Linked DNA regions of Mus musculus: all the other regions are linked to region 3. The links are chromatin contacts, called in public HiChIP or PLAC-seq maps. All regions are on one chromosome and are shown on one strand. Each heading gives the region's core, a stretch centred on a gene start, on an enhancer-like site or on the middle of the called end of the contact. The rest is flanking DNA. Distances are from core to core; before and after follow the strand shown.

Region 1 (2,700 bases), core at 48-2,547, 600 kb after region 3:
CGTTGTCTGGTACTTTTAGTGGTAGCCTGGGACGTAAGGATGAATCAGGGATAGACAGAATAGAAACACATCCCTGTGTGCACTTGGCATCCACAAGAAGTGTTCTCCAGTCCCATCTTCAGGGCCAGCTGAATGCACATGAGAAAGCCAGGTCGTGAAGAGGACAGATGATTTATTCTCTTTGGACACCATGAGACTTGTGGTAGAGCTGGTAGGAATTAGTGCTGCTTTTGATTTTTGAAACAAACAAGCAAACAAAAACAGTGTGCCAGTAATTGTCTAAATAGATTATCCTAGAAATTATACAAATAATAAGCAAAAAAATGCTATAGGACAAATAAGATCTCTATTTTCATGGATTTATTTTCTAAGGATATGAGCTCTGAGAGGTAAGTTAGATTTGAAACCATATCCAATTGAAAAACCCATGGTTTTTCCTCCATGCACCCAGCACCCTTATGAGCTCAGCACATTTGAGGATTCCTTCACCCAAACTAGCTTGAGGCAAAGCACTATGCTCCCATTGCCATGCGGAAGGTGGTAAAGAGTGAAATGGTTATTCTGAGGGCTGCCACTATACCTACAGCACATTCACATACAGACCTAACAATAAAAAAATGAGGGTTAGGCCTCAATCATTATGACTAGGATTATGATATGTTAAATAAATAACTGTGTTGTGTTTTTGTTAAAATATGCTCTGAGCTTCTAATGATTGATGTCTTTTAAATGTGCCTACTGGAGATGCCTTTAGACAGAGCAAAGTTCAGTAGGTTTGCAGTGAAGACAGAAAATCTTCATTTCCACAAGAACCTAGTCTTTCTGATCCTGCTGGTCCATGGACCACTTTGAGTAGCAAGGCCATCCAATGAAAAAAATGGGTACACAGTTTAACCCATAAGTTGGAGTAACTTTTGATCCATCCTTTCTTCCTCCCCTCCTTCCCACCCTCCCTTCTTCTTCACAAGTGAAGCTATTTTTAAGATAGTTCTAGGCCTCTGTATGGAAATTGTTTATACCTAATATGCCCATTTCCCTGGGTTCCTATCTAAAGTCTTCGCTGGTATGGGTAGGAGATTTCCAAAGCCCCACAAGGAAACACCACTCTTATCCTCAGGCACACTGAGTCAGCCAGCAGCAATCCTTGGGCTGGGCACTTTCCAACAAGCAAGTCAAAGTTTAGCAAGTTGCCAGGTGGAGAGGTGAGAAGAGCACCCTCTGCTGGGAGCCTCCCTGACCCTCCAGCAGGGTGAATTCCTTTCTGCCCCACCTTCTCAGTGAACTCCAAGGAATATTCCAGAGTAATCACCAAGGCTATCCAAAGTGCTTCTCCTTCCCACATTCACCCTGGTAAGAGCCTCTTACTTGATCATCACTTCGAGTTTGTACAGTTTGTCTCCACAGTCAGAACACTTTAAGAGGCCCTCCCTGCCTGATATCTGCTTGAATCTTTTTGTAATGTGCCCAACCCAGAGTTCTGCTCATATTATGGGCTAAATAAAGATCTCTTGATTCACGGAAAGTCTTATTTTCCTATTGCATGAGAATGTAACTCCCGCTGGGTCTGAAAAAGTAGGTGTCTGACAATTATTACAGAGCAAATAAGTGAATTCTTACCGACAGCCATGATGGATTGTATAAATTCATGCCCGAATTTTACACCGTTGGCTTGCAAGGATTATATGAGGTCAATTCAGGTAAACATGTTTGATAAAACAAAAGTCTCAAGAGATGGAAGGTATTACCCTATTGCTGTGATGATGTAGGCATACTCACGTCTACCAGGAGTGAACACAAGATCAACAAGAAGTAGCAGTCAAGCCCCCCAACTACCCCTCAAAGTCAGCTCATACAAAGGGGGCTTTGGCATTCATTCTTCCTTGAAACAGTTAATAAACTAATTCTCCCAAGGACCATAAAATAGGAAAGAGTCAATCTGGAAACTCAATGGTGGCATCACATGGCACAGCCCGCTTCCTGAACTGCAAGAAGAGCCATGTGGGTCCCATTACAATGATCAGGGCTGATTTCACAGCTAAAGGAGGCATTAAGAAAGGATGCCATTCATAACAGACAACACAATAAGTTCATATGTTTGCCTTATGTGCACAAGTCCTCCATACACGCAGCATTTTCACATTATTGAATACAGCAGGCTACTACTTTCTTGCTCCTACCTTCATCCTCAGTACCTTTATCTTCATGAGCAATGGCTTACATCAACTAGGTTAGGGAGGGAGGTCCTAACCATCCTTCCTCTTCAATCTCAGCAGCTCCTCATCCTTTGCAGGAATATTTTCTTAAGTTTTGTTTTTGTTTTTGTTTTTGTTTTTTTGGTTTTTTTGTTTTGGTTTTTTTTTTTTTTTTTTTTTTTTTTGGTTCTACCTTGCTCTGATGATCAATACTCTACCCTGGTTTTACCATCGCCACTTTAAGCTCAATACACCTTACAGGAGACACCATCTCCCTGCTAGGTCTTCTCCATTTCTAGCCTTCTCTATCTAATTTCCCCATTAATCCACTGATGTTGCCACTCAAAATCCCATTCCAGGATAGGCCTTATTCCAAAACAGACTAAGTCAGTTGGTTCCCACTTCCCTTCCAGAGGTATCACAGGGACCATCTGTGGTTATTTGGTGCTTTGGCTAGCCAGGGCTGCTAGATCAGAATACCAGCAGCCTGGCAGCTTGAACCAGAGAA
Region 2 (2,737 bases), core at 85-2,584, 900 kb after region 3:
TCCTGGTTCTCTAGCTCTTACAATCATTATGCCACTTCTGCCATGCTGTCCCCTGAGCCTTAGATGCATGAGCTGTGTTGTAGATGTGCCAGTTGGGGCTAGGCAACACGCGGTCAGTTCTTCTCTGCATCTTGGTCAGGTATGGTTTCTGTCATTCTCCCCATCTACTGGAAAGAGAAGTTTCTTGGATGAGGAATGAAGACTACTCTTTTAAGGCCCTGAGTATAAGCCCTTAGAATTCAGTTAAGGATGTTGCTGCTTTAGTAAAGTGGCAGTGGTATGTTCTCCTCTAAGATCCATGACTTCACGAGTCGTGGGTAGCTGGCAGGTCTCCAGAACTAGGCATGGTCTCCCTCATGTTGAGCTGGCCTTAAGTCCAATTAGAGAGCTGTTGGTTACTGCCAAGCTATAAGTGCCACTATTGCATCTTACCATGCTGGTCATTGTTGTAGTTCATGGACATCAGAGCTGGGTAAGGCTATGAACTGCTTCCCTCCTATGGAAGCTTCCATAGAACCTTCTGGTACTATAAAAGCTAATCCTCAGGAAAAAGGCTTCCTGGTCAGATCCACCTTGTAGCCTCGGAGTCCTGTGTCCTATCTACTTTGACTTTTTTTTCTGGCTTTGCTGCCGTTATGTTTTCTATCTAAAAGCAAGAATGAAAAACATGCAGCTTGCATTTAGTTTGTGCATTTGCTTTGTGTATTATGTTAGTCTCTTCAAGCTGATATATGTGATGGAGCTGAAAACATCACCTCTACTACCTCTCACTGCTCCAGGCACCGGAATGTACTGCGAGTTTATTCCCATGAAGCCACTACTAGAATATGTAGTGTTTCTCAAAGAATCCTGAACTACAGCTCCTTTAAATTTCCCAAAGAACAAGTAGTGTTTAGATCAGCTTTGATGTTTGGATACTTTCTACTTCTTAACTAAGATGGGAAAATACAGTTAGATGTTAATAAAATAAGTACCAACTGTCTAGGTAAACAAAAATGCAATGTCACACAAATACACAGAGAACATGTGAGATAAAAACAAACAAACGTAATGACAGAAATTAGCTTGATGCCACAGCCCCATGCTTTGTTATGAAGCTTCAGTAATTTATGGCACAAGCCTCATAGTAGATTTTGGATTAGAAAAAACAAACTTGCAGTTCATTATATTATACTGTAATGTAGGGCTTAATAAGAGCCTGATAAATCTTCAGTATTGCATTACAGTATGTTAATGATTATCATCATAGCTTTCCCAACATGGGCACTGCAGTGTCATCACAGATTATAATTTAAGGGAAACATTAGCAATTCAGAGCCCATATACTACAGTTAATAAACCACTGAGTAGAAATCAGCTTTCCTGGTAATTTACCAGCTAATGGCAGTCGTTTCTATACTGTGTCACAGACTCATACGACAATAACTTTTTGTATAAATAAGATCGATGCTCATAACATTATAACTCGTTCACTGCGGCAAGTCACCCGGTACTGATGACTAATGTTTCTTCTTAATAAATTAATTTATTGCCTGACAACACACCAAAAAAAAATGTGACATTTCATATTTTTCACATCCCAGAGGTATTTAGCAAGTTTGCCAATTACAACAAAGAATCCAGATTGCACTGGTGGTAAACAAAGTGATAGAGTGTGAGTCACAATTGAGTACCCTGTGTAAGTACCACGCGATTTATGACCCGCTCAGAGCACGGTGATACTGCTGTGTCTGATCGAGTGGCTTTGCAAAATAAAGACAGATGGCCTAGCAGTAAATAATTGCTTGATTGGAAGGCAGGGCTGCAGGACTGCTCCCTGCCATCCTGCCGTCAATCCAGCCTGACTCCACCTAGGCATCAGCAACTGATCCATGTAAGCACGTGCGGCTTCAAGGTGATTGGCCAAGGAAAGAGTTCTAATTTAATAATGAATAAAGGAAAAGGGGGTTGTGAGATGGGCGAGAATACGACTGCCCTCTGGCTTTCTCTGCTCCTCCTTCTGCTGTCCTTAAGATTCAAAGCAGATGGTGAATTATAAGCCCCTAAATGACGTCTTTTTAAAAAATGGCACAGTAGAACTCATGAGGCAATTTTGGCCACTAAATCCAATTTCAAAATGCAGTCTCTCCAGTCATTTACTGTGTGGCTGGTTTATGAAGCACTTGGGAACACGGTGATGGCTATTCAGCAAAGTCTGGGTATCTGGTCTCACTAGAGTTGTTTTGGGGTGTGCAGGAAGAAAGTTATTCAAAACCTGCTCTCAACTGACAACCTCAAGGTCATTTACTTCCTCCACTACAGCCCTGGAATTCTCTCTCAAAATCTATAACAGCGAAGGGCAGGCAGATATCATGATTGAGTCACTGAAAAGGAGTAAAGAGTAGCAGTTCTCAACCTGTGGGCCTTGACCCTGTGGGAGAAAACAGAGATGTTTACATTATGATTCATAGCAGGAGCAAAATTACAGTTATGTAGTAGCAATGAAGATAATTTCATGGTTGGGGGTCAATAGAAAATGAGGAACTGGGTTAAAGGGTCCCAGCATCAGGAAGGTTGAGGCCCACTGGTAATGGGGATTAAACAATAGGGTGTGGAGGCACATTCCTGTAACCCCAGCACTAAAGACTCAGAAGTAAGAAGACCAGGAGTTGAACGAGAGCCAGCCCAGGCTACAAAGTGAGCTTGAGGCTAGCTGAGGCTACAAAAGACTCAAAGACAGGGGTGACAGAATCTAATG
Region 3 (2,868 bases), core at 58-2,557:
ACATTAACTCTTAAAAGAGGCCATTTGTTTGTTTGGTTGGTTTTGCTTCTTTCCTTTGAGGATGAAAACCAAAAGACAAGTGATCTGAAATGAACACCTTTCTGCTTTCTCCTCTCCTCTCCCTTACCATCCCACATTCCTCCCTCCCTCCCCATCCCTCCCTCCCCACCCCTCCCTCTTCACATTGTGTATTGCTATTTTCCTCAGCTACCATTACATTAAAAGTCAGACTTAGTAATCGCCATTTTTAAGTGATGAAATGTGTACAAATGAATGCCAAGTGATGGAGACAATTGAAACAGATATGTTTCCAAGCTCAGTTTCCTGTCTGGCTCTGTCTTTCTTAAGCAACTGTGCATTCGGTGCCATTAGAGGAGGAGAGAGAGAGGAGAGCACACACTGTGAGGCTGTGTCTGTGTGGCCATCCTTTCACACTTCATCAGAGCCTCATCTAGCTTTGGGGCACAGGCCACATTTGTTTCTATGGAGCTGGAAGAAACTTGAGTGAGGATGTGATGAATTAAATCCCATATTAAATTGGGTGTCCCCCCTCCTTTTAATTAAGTTCATTTCAATCTAATTTCATACTTTTACTTGAGTAAACCATCTGACTCCAGCTGTTGGATGCACTTTCTGTATTTCTGTTCTCACATAATCATACCTGGAAAAGATTTATAGCTGCAAGAGATGTTCTGGAGCCTTTCTGAGCACTTTAGGCATATGTTTCATGGATGGTTGGTAACATGAGCAATTAACATCCTGAAATGCTGTTCCTGTCTCTGGAATATTTTTAATGGAATACGTTATTTTTATTAGCTTGAACTTTAAACAAATAATCATCTTAAAGGAGACATTATCATCAAAATAACTCAGATGAGACAGAAGGCCAATCCTCAAAGGAGATGGGTGGAGGGAGAGGGAAAGACTGCTAATCAAAAATATAAGCAAAAGGTGAGGACTGGCTCTCAGTAAAATTAAGAAAGGCAAGCATAGTTCATGTGCCGTCTGTTGACTCGAAATCATAATAATGTATGTGTAGTCCATGAGTTGATGCTGAGTCACAGGTAATGTGTGTGTGCAGTGATAAGAGTTAATTAATACTAAGTCATAGGTAGTGAGAGTGCTGTGTTTGGGCTTGACTTTCAGTCATGGTAGTGTTTTTGCAGTGTTTAAGGTTGACATGAGTCATGTGTATATAGTGTTATATAGCGCTTGGAACTAATGCTCGGTCATGGTCAATGTGTATTCAGGGCCTCAGTGAGATATGGCCAATGTGTATGTAGTGTTAGGGGTTTAACCTTGGTCAAGAGTAACCCCTCATTACAAGGGGTTTACTATTGGGCAATGTATTTGGAACGCTGGAGACTGACCCTGAGCCATGGGCAATGTGGAGTCAATACTTGGGGTTCATTCTAAGTTAAGGATAGTGTGTAAACAGGCTTTGGGGTTGATCTGAGTCATAGGAAATGTACACGTGGGGCCTAGGGTTAACTCTGAATCATAAGCAATATATGTGTAGTGTTTGTGACTGACTCTCAGTCAATGCAGTGTGTTTGCAGTGTTTAGGATTGGCTCTGAGTCCAGGGCAGTGGGTATACAGGGCCTGGGGTTGAATATGAGTCAGGGCAGTGTGCAGTCTTTGGAGTTGATAGAGTAAAGGGTGCTATGTGTGTGCACTGTTTGGGATAGACCTTGAGTCAAGAACAATGTGTGTGCAGGACCTAGTGCAGAGGCCAGGTCAAGGGAAGTATATGTACAGTCCTGCTTCATACCTCATAGGATACTGGTGTGCCCCTCTCCTACTTAGGGGACATTTCAAAGCAGTGCTCAGTGATGGAACATTGCAAGGACAGAGAACCTCAGCACAGCCTTTTTAAGTTCTCACGGGTGTGTATATTATAACCATTTTATGGCTTTAAAACTTAGAACTCAGACTTTCTTCATTGATAAATGCCTTCTGTCAGGCATTCTTAACCAAGAAAAGGATGGCTAGTAAATAGCTTTTCTTGTTAGAACTCTGTGAACGCTTACAATGGTTCTCTACCTGCCTCTTTGCTTCCTTAGTCAAAGCATAGCTAATAACATATTTGACAACCCACATGGGACCTTGTCTAATGAAATCCCAAGTCCTCATCAGAGAAACATATACTGCAATTAGACCTTTCAGTGACATCCTAAAGAAAAACAGCAACTACAAATTCACAGAATAAAAGAATCAATTTTTTTCCTCAAGTGAAAAATTGTGCTTCATGTCTTAGATATCTTATAGTCTATCTTGATGTGTAGGAAATATTCACCATTGCAGTAACAAATTAAAGTATGGATTTTTCTTCAGACTTAGGGGGCCCAGTAAGCAAACTTTAATTTTATTCTTTCATAGTCTTGTGTGTGTGTGTGTGTGTGTGTATGTGCGGTTGCACTGGGGATAAATGGCATCTAAAAACTACTAGAGTTTGCTGTTTCCGTTTCCAAGTGTTCTTGCTGTGAGCACTAAATAAAGTTAAAATAACTTAAAAACAAGACTAGACTTTGAAACTATGGAAACACTATCTGTCCTTAATTTATAAACAGATAACACATTTCTCTATTTCCAGTACACCAAACTCAGATTTTGTTTTGGTTGTTTTACATCACTAGGAACCAAGGTCCCTGAATGCAAGAGTTATGACAATCATTTTGTTCCATTTTTGTGGGATACTGCTGTCAAAAAGTATCCATTTGATCAGAACCCGCCAAGCTCTTTACACGGAGGAAACCACCATAGGCTCAGATCTAATAATCAGTACCCTGCATGAAGGTGTTTGGGTTAACTAAATGAAAATAAATGTGGAGTATGTGAAGGTATTAAATTATAATATTGAAAAGAGA
Region 4 (2,700 bases), core at 35-2,534, 940 kb after region 3:
GATTTCTGAGAAGAAATAATGCACAGGAGCCCTCCTTACTAAACAATGCGATCACCATCTGTCTTAGTGTTCTACTGCTGTGAAGAGACACCATGACCAAGGCAACTCTATAAAGACAGCATTTAACTGGGGGCTTTCTTACCGTTTCAGAGGGTTAGTCCATTATCATGGTGTGGAGCAGGCGGGCATGGTGCTGAAGCAGTAGAAGGGAGAGGGAGAGTGGGGAGGGAGAAGGGGAGGGGGAGAAGAGAAAAGGGAGGGGGGAAGGGAAGAGGGGGGGGCAGGCGCACCTGTGAGGGCTTTTGAAACTCACGGTTAGACTCCAAGAATACAAAGGCTGGATCAATTTCCCTCATGGACTTTGAATCTAACCAACAAGTAGACATTAGGCAAGAAAATACATGCATGTGCAGACTGTAATAAGAAGAAATGTAAATAAAAACATTCTGAGAGTAAAGAGCCTGGCCACCACAGGTCTAACCCTAAACCCACCTAAAGGTGGAAGGAACAAGGAGAAGATAACCTCGCACTGGCAATGACCTGCAAGACACACAGACACATCGTGGGACTGCACAATAACAGATGCTTTAAAAGAGCTTCAAGAAGTGTAGTGTATTGCACACCCATCAGGGGAACCAATCGCCCCAATATGTATAGTCGGTATTTCTATAAAAGTGCCTTGGGCCTTCTATTTATCTTGAAAATCGAAGTGCACCACAACTTGAGTTCCACGTGTTTATGGTATAGTCCAGATAAAACCGGAGACTCCAGAAAGATCTTTAATTATCCTCTCTGGAAAAAAAAAGTTTGACTCCCAACTACCGGCGAGGGGGTGGGGGTGGGGGTGGGGGTGGGGGTGGGGGTGGGGGTTGGCTCCTTGTTGCTTTGGCTGAGGTCAAGGAATTTTAAAATGCCCTGCAGGTCCGGTGGTGGAAGGCAAAAGATCTGTTCAGGTCAGGGCGAGGAAAAGCACGTAGGAGGGCCGCTAGGCGGAGCGCGGGGCGGGGCAGCGGCCTCAGGGCCTGCAGGGCCTCCAGCGCCATGCCTCTCCTAAGCGTGCTGCTGCGCGCCCGCCTGCAGGCCGCTCTGCTCCGCGGGCGTGCGCTCGGGTCGGCGCGGAGCCGGAGCTGCCGAGGAAGCCGAGGAGCTCCGGCCGGGAGCGCGCGCGCTGGTGAGGGGGTGGGGGGCAGGGGCGGGAGCGCGCACGGGGTGGGGAGGATTAGGGCAGTTCGAGAGAGCGCGCTAGTGGGGGAGTTGGAGCGGGAGCGCGCTTGGAGGGAGCCCTGGTCTGAGCAGGTAACGGTGAGCCAGGGCCTGGCCTGCAGCGCGGGGACGAGTCCATTGCGGACCCCGAGGAGGGGAGCCTGGCGAGGTCGGTGCCTCCTCTAGGCCGCGCTCGAGCCCTTTGCGGAAGGCCGCGTCCCCTGTCCTGCGCGGTGGGCTCGTCCAGGCGGGAGATTTTCGGCGGGTAGGCTCTCGCACGCTCATTGCTTTCTGCTTTTTCCACGCCCGCCGCCATGCCCTGCTCGGAAGATGCCGCGGCCGTCTCTGCCTCCAAGAGGGCTCGAGCGGAGGATGGCGCTTCTCTGCGCTTCGTGCGGCTCTCGGAGCACGCCACGGCGCCCACCCGCGGGTCCGCGCGCGCTGCCGGCTACGACCTATTCAGGTGAGAGCCGTGGCCCGACGGCAGGAATGCAAACACCGAGCCCGGGTGCAGTCGTGGCTCCGCAGAGACCTGAGTTCACCTTGAGCAAATTCAGTAGGGGTTTGGGCGAGCGGAAAGTAAAGGGTTATAACATTTCCAAAGCGTTACTGTGCAGCGTGCGCTCCACCCTTTCCAAGTGGAAGGTCCGGATGTGCAAGGCTTATTCTTGACCGAAGTGTGACTGTCTGCAGTGTGCACGTTAAAGTCTAGGAAAAGGATCTATGGAAGCTGTGTACTTCTCTTATCCCGTCCAAGGACTGGGAACTTAAGGAGCTCCATCCAGGGCTAGCTTATGAGGTGGCTCAGTGTAAAGTCACCAAGCCTAATGACCTGAATGTATGCATCTAACATGCCCTGTCTTGGGAGAAATTAGATACTATGGCCATTTTCTACATAAGCGGGTGTTTGCTGTGTATTGGGAATGGCTGATGTTACAGAGTGAAAATTCCGTGTGACTGAACGTACTCTTCTACCACATGCCAGACTTCCAGCGCTGCTCATTGTAAAGTCTGAAGTTTCGTTGGATCAGGAAGGGAGCTGCAGTAATAAGAGACTACAGTAGTATTTGGTAGATGGACTTTCTAAAATCGCTTGTGATCAGAGTCCACCCCCAAGAGCTGCTCTGGGAGACCAGCTCTCTTCGGCCACTGAAGTTCACAGCCATAGCGTGGAAGGCAGGGGGAATGCAGTGCATCTCTGCCTCTCACCTGTGTTTTTTTAACATTTTCTTCGGGAGGTTCATTCTCATCAAGAGAAGCGTTACAAAAGTAAAGTATAGGTTTATATGCGTTCGCAGGCTCGAAGTGTGCCTAGCGGAGTGAGGCCCATTGAGTGTTAGATGTTTGCTCTTTGGTTGGCTTTTCATATTCTTTCTATGAATTAAGTCTGCCTTCCTGCTCCTCATGCTAATTTGCCAGCCTTCACTTTCAGAGACAAAAACCACAGAACACATAGCAGAGACAATGTTGGCATCTCCCTGTTCCCCACTCCCACAT
Region 5 (2,875 bases), core at 325-2,824, 550 kb after region 3:
CAGGACAAAGTGAGCTTGGGCTTCATCTTTAAGCTGCCTCTGTCATCACTAGCCTATAGCACAGCCTTTGCAGTCCTCTGGCCCATCTCCTCACTTGGGAATGATGGCACTGGGCTGTATAATTCCATAGATCACCATTAATGGGCTGCTTTCTCCTGTCCCTCAGAAGGAAGATGCAATTCCAGTCAGAAAGACAACCCCTGAAAGGCCAGTCTTTGCTCAGTGCTGGGTAATCAGAGTTGTGACTACAGTACACTAGGGTAGATGCAAGAGCCAAGTCCTGTGGGGAGAAAGCAGGCTTGGTACCCACTAGCAGGTAAGACAAATTAAAGACAGGAAAGCGGCTCCTCTCCAGATGAAATGGAGTTTCTTGGCAAGTTTCCAGAGTTCTCAGGTTGAAAGATTCTCCTTGTTGGGCAGAGCAGACTCTAAAGGGTTTATTTAGGCTTAGGATGTTTCTGACAGGAATCCTTTCTCCTTCTCTCTCTTTCTATTGGTCTAAAGAAGTCTATTGAAGGGACTCTGGTCAGTCAAGTGTGGCCAGCATGACTCTGGCAACCTTGCCCTTCCCTCCCATAACCTCTGCCTTACTAAAAATCATTAGATTACATGCCTGAAGCTAGCCCCAAGGTCCTTTCCCTTTTGGCTACTTCCTTCTCTTGAGGCTGACTACCAATGTCCAGCTATCAAAGTATGGAAGTCAAGAAATCAAAAGCCTCCTTTGGCCCATCTAGTTAACACGCCCAGTTAAAATTAAATACCTCATCCTAACATGGGGTTTCCCTTTTTACCTTTATAAGTAGCCATTTGACTATGTACCACATCTGTCACCTGTCTATCCAGAAGCAAACCTTTGTACTCTGGGACAAATACCCCTCTTCCCTCTCCCTTACGCCCTGCCCCTTTTCTCTCTTCCTCTATTTCCTATCTTTGTCCCTTAACCCTGCTCTCTGTCCCTCTGGGGCAGATAAAATCCCCTTTGTGTTAAGAACTTGGTATTGGGGTACCTGAGTCTATACTTTCCCTTTTGTCTATGTATCCTTTCTATAGCAGCATGAGTCTCGGTCTCAGTCTATTTGCATGGAAATAACTCAGTTGTTGTAGTCTAAGGTAACAGAGGCCACCTAAGCAGTCTCTGCTCTTTGTAATGTAGTAAGAGTGAGAGAGACTCTACATATAAAGGGAGGGAGCCTATATCACAGGGGTGAAATGAAAACTTACTGCATGGAAGGTATCCATAAAGAAATGGAAACTTACTGCAGTCTAGCACTCAAACTGGGTTTACTATATTCCCCCTTCTCTCATCCTAGAGACCCACAACCGTGAGTTGAGAAAAACAGGGTGAGGCAAAACCTAGAACAGGGTGAACACTCCATAGCATCCATAGTTCACAAGCAGAGAAAGGATGAGCCAAGTGAGAGTGGTCTACGCCATCCTTGTCAAATGGAAAGCACCAGGATTATATGACATCTAGCAAGACTCTAGGATCACCCTGCATGCTCCTAGAGCAGCCCAGGGTGTCAGGGTGGAGGTGCTCTCAGTTTTATCTGATAACATTACGAATAGTGAACACACACACAGTCAGAATCCTGTCTGACTCAACACCTCTCACAAGCTAAGCCCTGCCCCCATTTCCCATTCCTATGTTCCACGCCCATTCCTAGTGCCCACTCATGATCCCCACAGAACAGGAGGCCTACTGACTTCTAACCATGTCTCTGCTACTACCCAGAGGATGAAGAAACTCCTCATGGCTTCTCTACCCCATGCTTGTCTCAGCACCTTTGTTTCAGGAGCTTAGCTTAGAGCACAACACACAGCTGGGATTTGTTTAGAGTGTGAACCTGACACGAACGCTGACAAAACAGCAAAAAATACAAATAGGGCATTTTTCTGAACCACTGAAGAGTGAGGACAAAACTACATTCATTCCTCTGGGTGCCAGAGCCTTCCCCCCATGCAGCCCAGCATAGCATCCAGAAGGAAAAACAACACTGGCATGTGACTACCATCTCCTTCTCACTGACGACTCACATTGTGTCACAGCAATGTTGTGTAGCAAAATAACACAGTCTAAACAAACAAATCCCACCTAGCAGCAGGCTGTTGCCCTGCTCATAACTTGGCCATGTTAAGAAGTGAGTCCTCTCTCTGTTGTCATCTTGTAATTTGCCACAATTGTATTCTGACTGTGTTTTTTGGGCAGGAAGACCACACAAGCACACTGTGGTGCCCCGGTATTCCGCAAGGCAGTTCATGATTTTGTTCTATTGTGAAGATGCTCACATCCACCAGCTGGTTAGCCTGGTGACTACCACCTTCTCTGCCATAGTTGTCTTTATTTGCTTTACATAAGTATTTTTAGGGAGATATTTTGAAATTTGATAAATTTTCCATTAACTTATTCATTTGTGTATTGATCTCAGCGTGGTCATCTGTTTTAGTCTGTGGCTCCTAGTTTGTTATTATAACTGTTTTGATATATTGTCCAAGAATCAGTCAGTGGGAGCCCCTCAGATTAATTTGTGTCTTTTTGGCTTGTTCCCAATCATATACCTTGTTTATTGGATATATCTTTACTTTCTAATACAAGTGATTGCTTCAGAATTATCTGTGTTTTATTTTGCCTCATCTCTGGGATTTCTCACTGGTTTATTTTGAATAATAGCAACATATAGTTATCAAGGGATGAATATCCTTCTTGCTATTGGGCTATTATTGCTCCCAGACTGTCTATGTATAGGATATATTATATCAATAGATAAATGATAGATAGATGATAGATAGGTAGATAGATAGATAGATAGATAGATAGATAGTAGATAGATAGATGATAGGTAGATAGGTAGGTAGATAGATAGATAGATAGATAGAT

The links. HiChIP or PLAC-seq counts read pairs in DNA pulled down with a chosen protein or histone mark.
Region 1: a FOXA1 HiChIP or PLAC-seq map of pancreatic cancer cells shows a contact between it and region 3, with 12 times the contacts expected there. The contact joins two enhancer-like sites. A contact is called at or near these places in 1 of 15 datasets of contacts at CTCF or cohesin (large pre-B cells) and 1 of 115 datasets of contacts at active chromatin or transcription factors (pancreatic cancer cells).
Region 2: a FOXA1 HiChIP or PLAC-seq map of pancreatic cancer cells shows a contact between it and region 3. The contact joins two enhancer-like sites. A contact is called at or near these places in 3 of 39 promoter capture datasets (the 3T3-L1 cell line, the C10 cell line and cranial neural crest) and 1 of 115 datasets of contacts at active chromatin or transcription factors (pancreatic cancer cells).
Region 4: a contact with region 3 is called in a FOXA1 HiChIP or PLAC-seq map of pancreatic cancer cells. The contact joins the promoter of Dut here to the enhancer-like site in region 3. A contact is called at or near these places in 1 of 39 promoter capture datasets (hippocampal neurons), 3 of 115 datasets of contacts at active chromatin or transcription factors (astrocytes, extraembryonic endoderm stem cells and pancreatic cancer cells) and 1 of 9 other capture datasets (embryonic stem cells).
Region 5: a contact with region 3 is called in a FOXA1 HiChIP or PLAC-seq map of pancreatic cancer cells. The contact joins two enhancer-like sites. A contact is called at or near these places in 3 of 115 datasets of contacts at active chromatin or transcription factors (cardiomyocytes, fibro-adipogenic progenitors and pancreatic cancer cells).

The regions. Positions count from the first base shown.
Region 1 is chr2:124,904,009-124,906,708 of GRCm38.p6, forward strand. No RefSeq gene overlaps it. Among named protein-coding and RNA genes, the nearest start is that of Gm39920, 110 kb to the left of the region's middle. Within about 2 kb of position 1,298, at least 12 of the 459 cell types and tissues checked have an H3K27ac peak or open chromatin away from gene starts, as enhancers often do. A contact at or near this core is called in pancreatic cancer cells, where this site is marked.
Region 2 is chr2:125,207,702-125,210,438 of GRCm38.p6, forward strand. The region is part of intron 20 of Slc12a1 (solute carrier family 12, member 1); the gene reads left to right. It overlaps Gm14002 (a long non-coding RNA gene), which reads right to left. Exons shown (of 4, transcript XR_866695.2): 4 at 1-2,410. Among named protein-coding and RNA genes, the nearest start is that of Gm46760, 7.6 kb to the left of the region's middle. Within about 2 kb of position 1,335, at least 22 of the 459 cell types and tissues checked have an H3K27ac peak or open chromatin away from gene starts, as enhancers often do. A contact at or near this core is called in pancreatic cancer cells, where this site is marked.
Region 3 is chr2:124,308,399-124,311,266 of GRCm38.p6, forward strand. It overlaps a transcript of Sema6d not described here. Among named protein-coding and RNA genes, the nearest start is that of 4930583P06Rik, 87 kb to the left of the region's middle. Within about 2 kb of position 1,308, at least 15 of the 459 cell types and tissues checked have an H3K27ac peak or open chromatin away from gene starts, as enhancers often do. A contact at or near this core is called in pancreatic cancer cells, where this site is marked.
Region 4 is chr2:125,246,231-125,248,930 of GRCm38.p6, forward strand. It overlaps Dut (deoxyuridine triphosphatase), which reads left to right and starts at 1,285. Exons shown (of 6, transcript NM_023595.6): 1 at 1,285-1,666. The coding sequence starts at 1,518.
Region 5 is chr2:124,854,392-124,857,266 of GRCm38.p6, forward strand. No RefSeq gene overlaps it. Among named protein-coding and RNA genes, the nearest start is that of Gm39920, 62 kb to the left of the region's middle. Within about 2 kb of position 1,575, at least 25 of the 459 cell types and tissues checked have an H3K27ac peak or open chromatin away from gene starts, as enhancers often do. A contact at or near this core is called in pancreatic cancer cells, where this site is marked.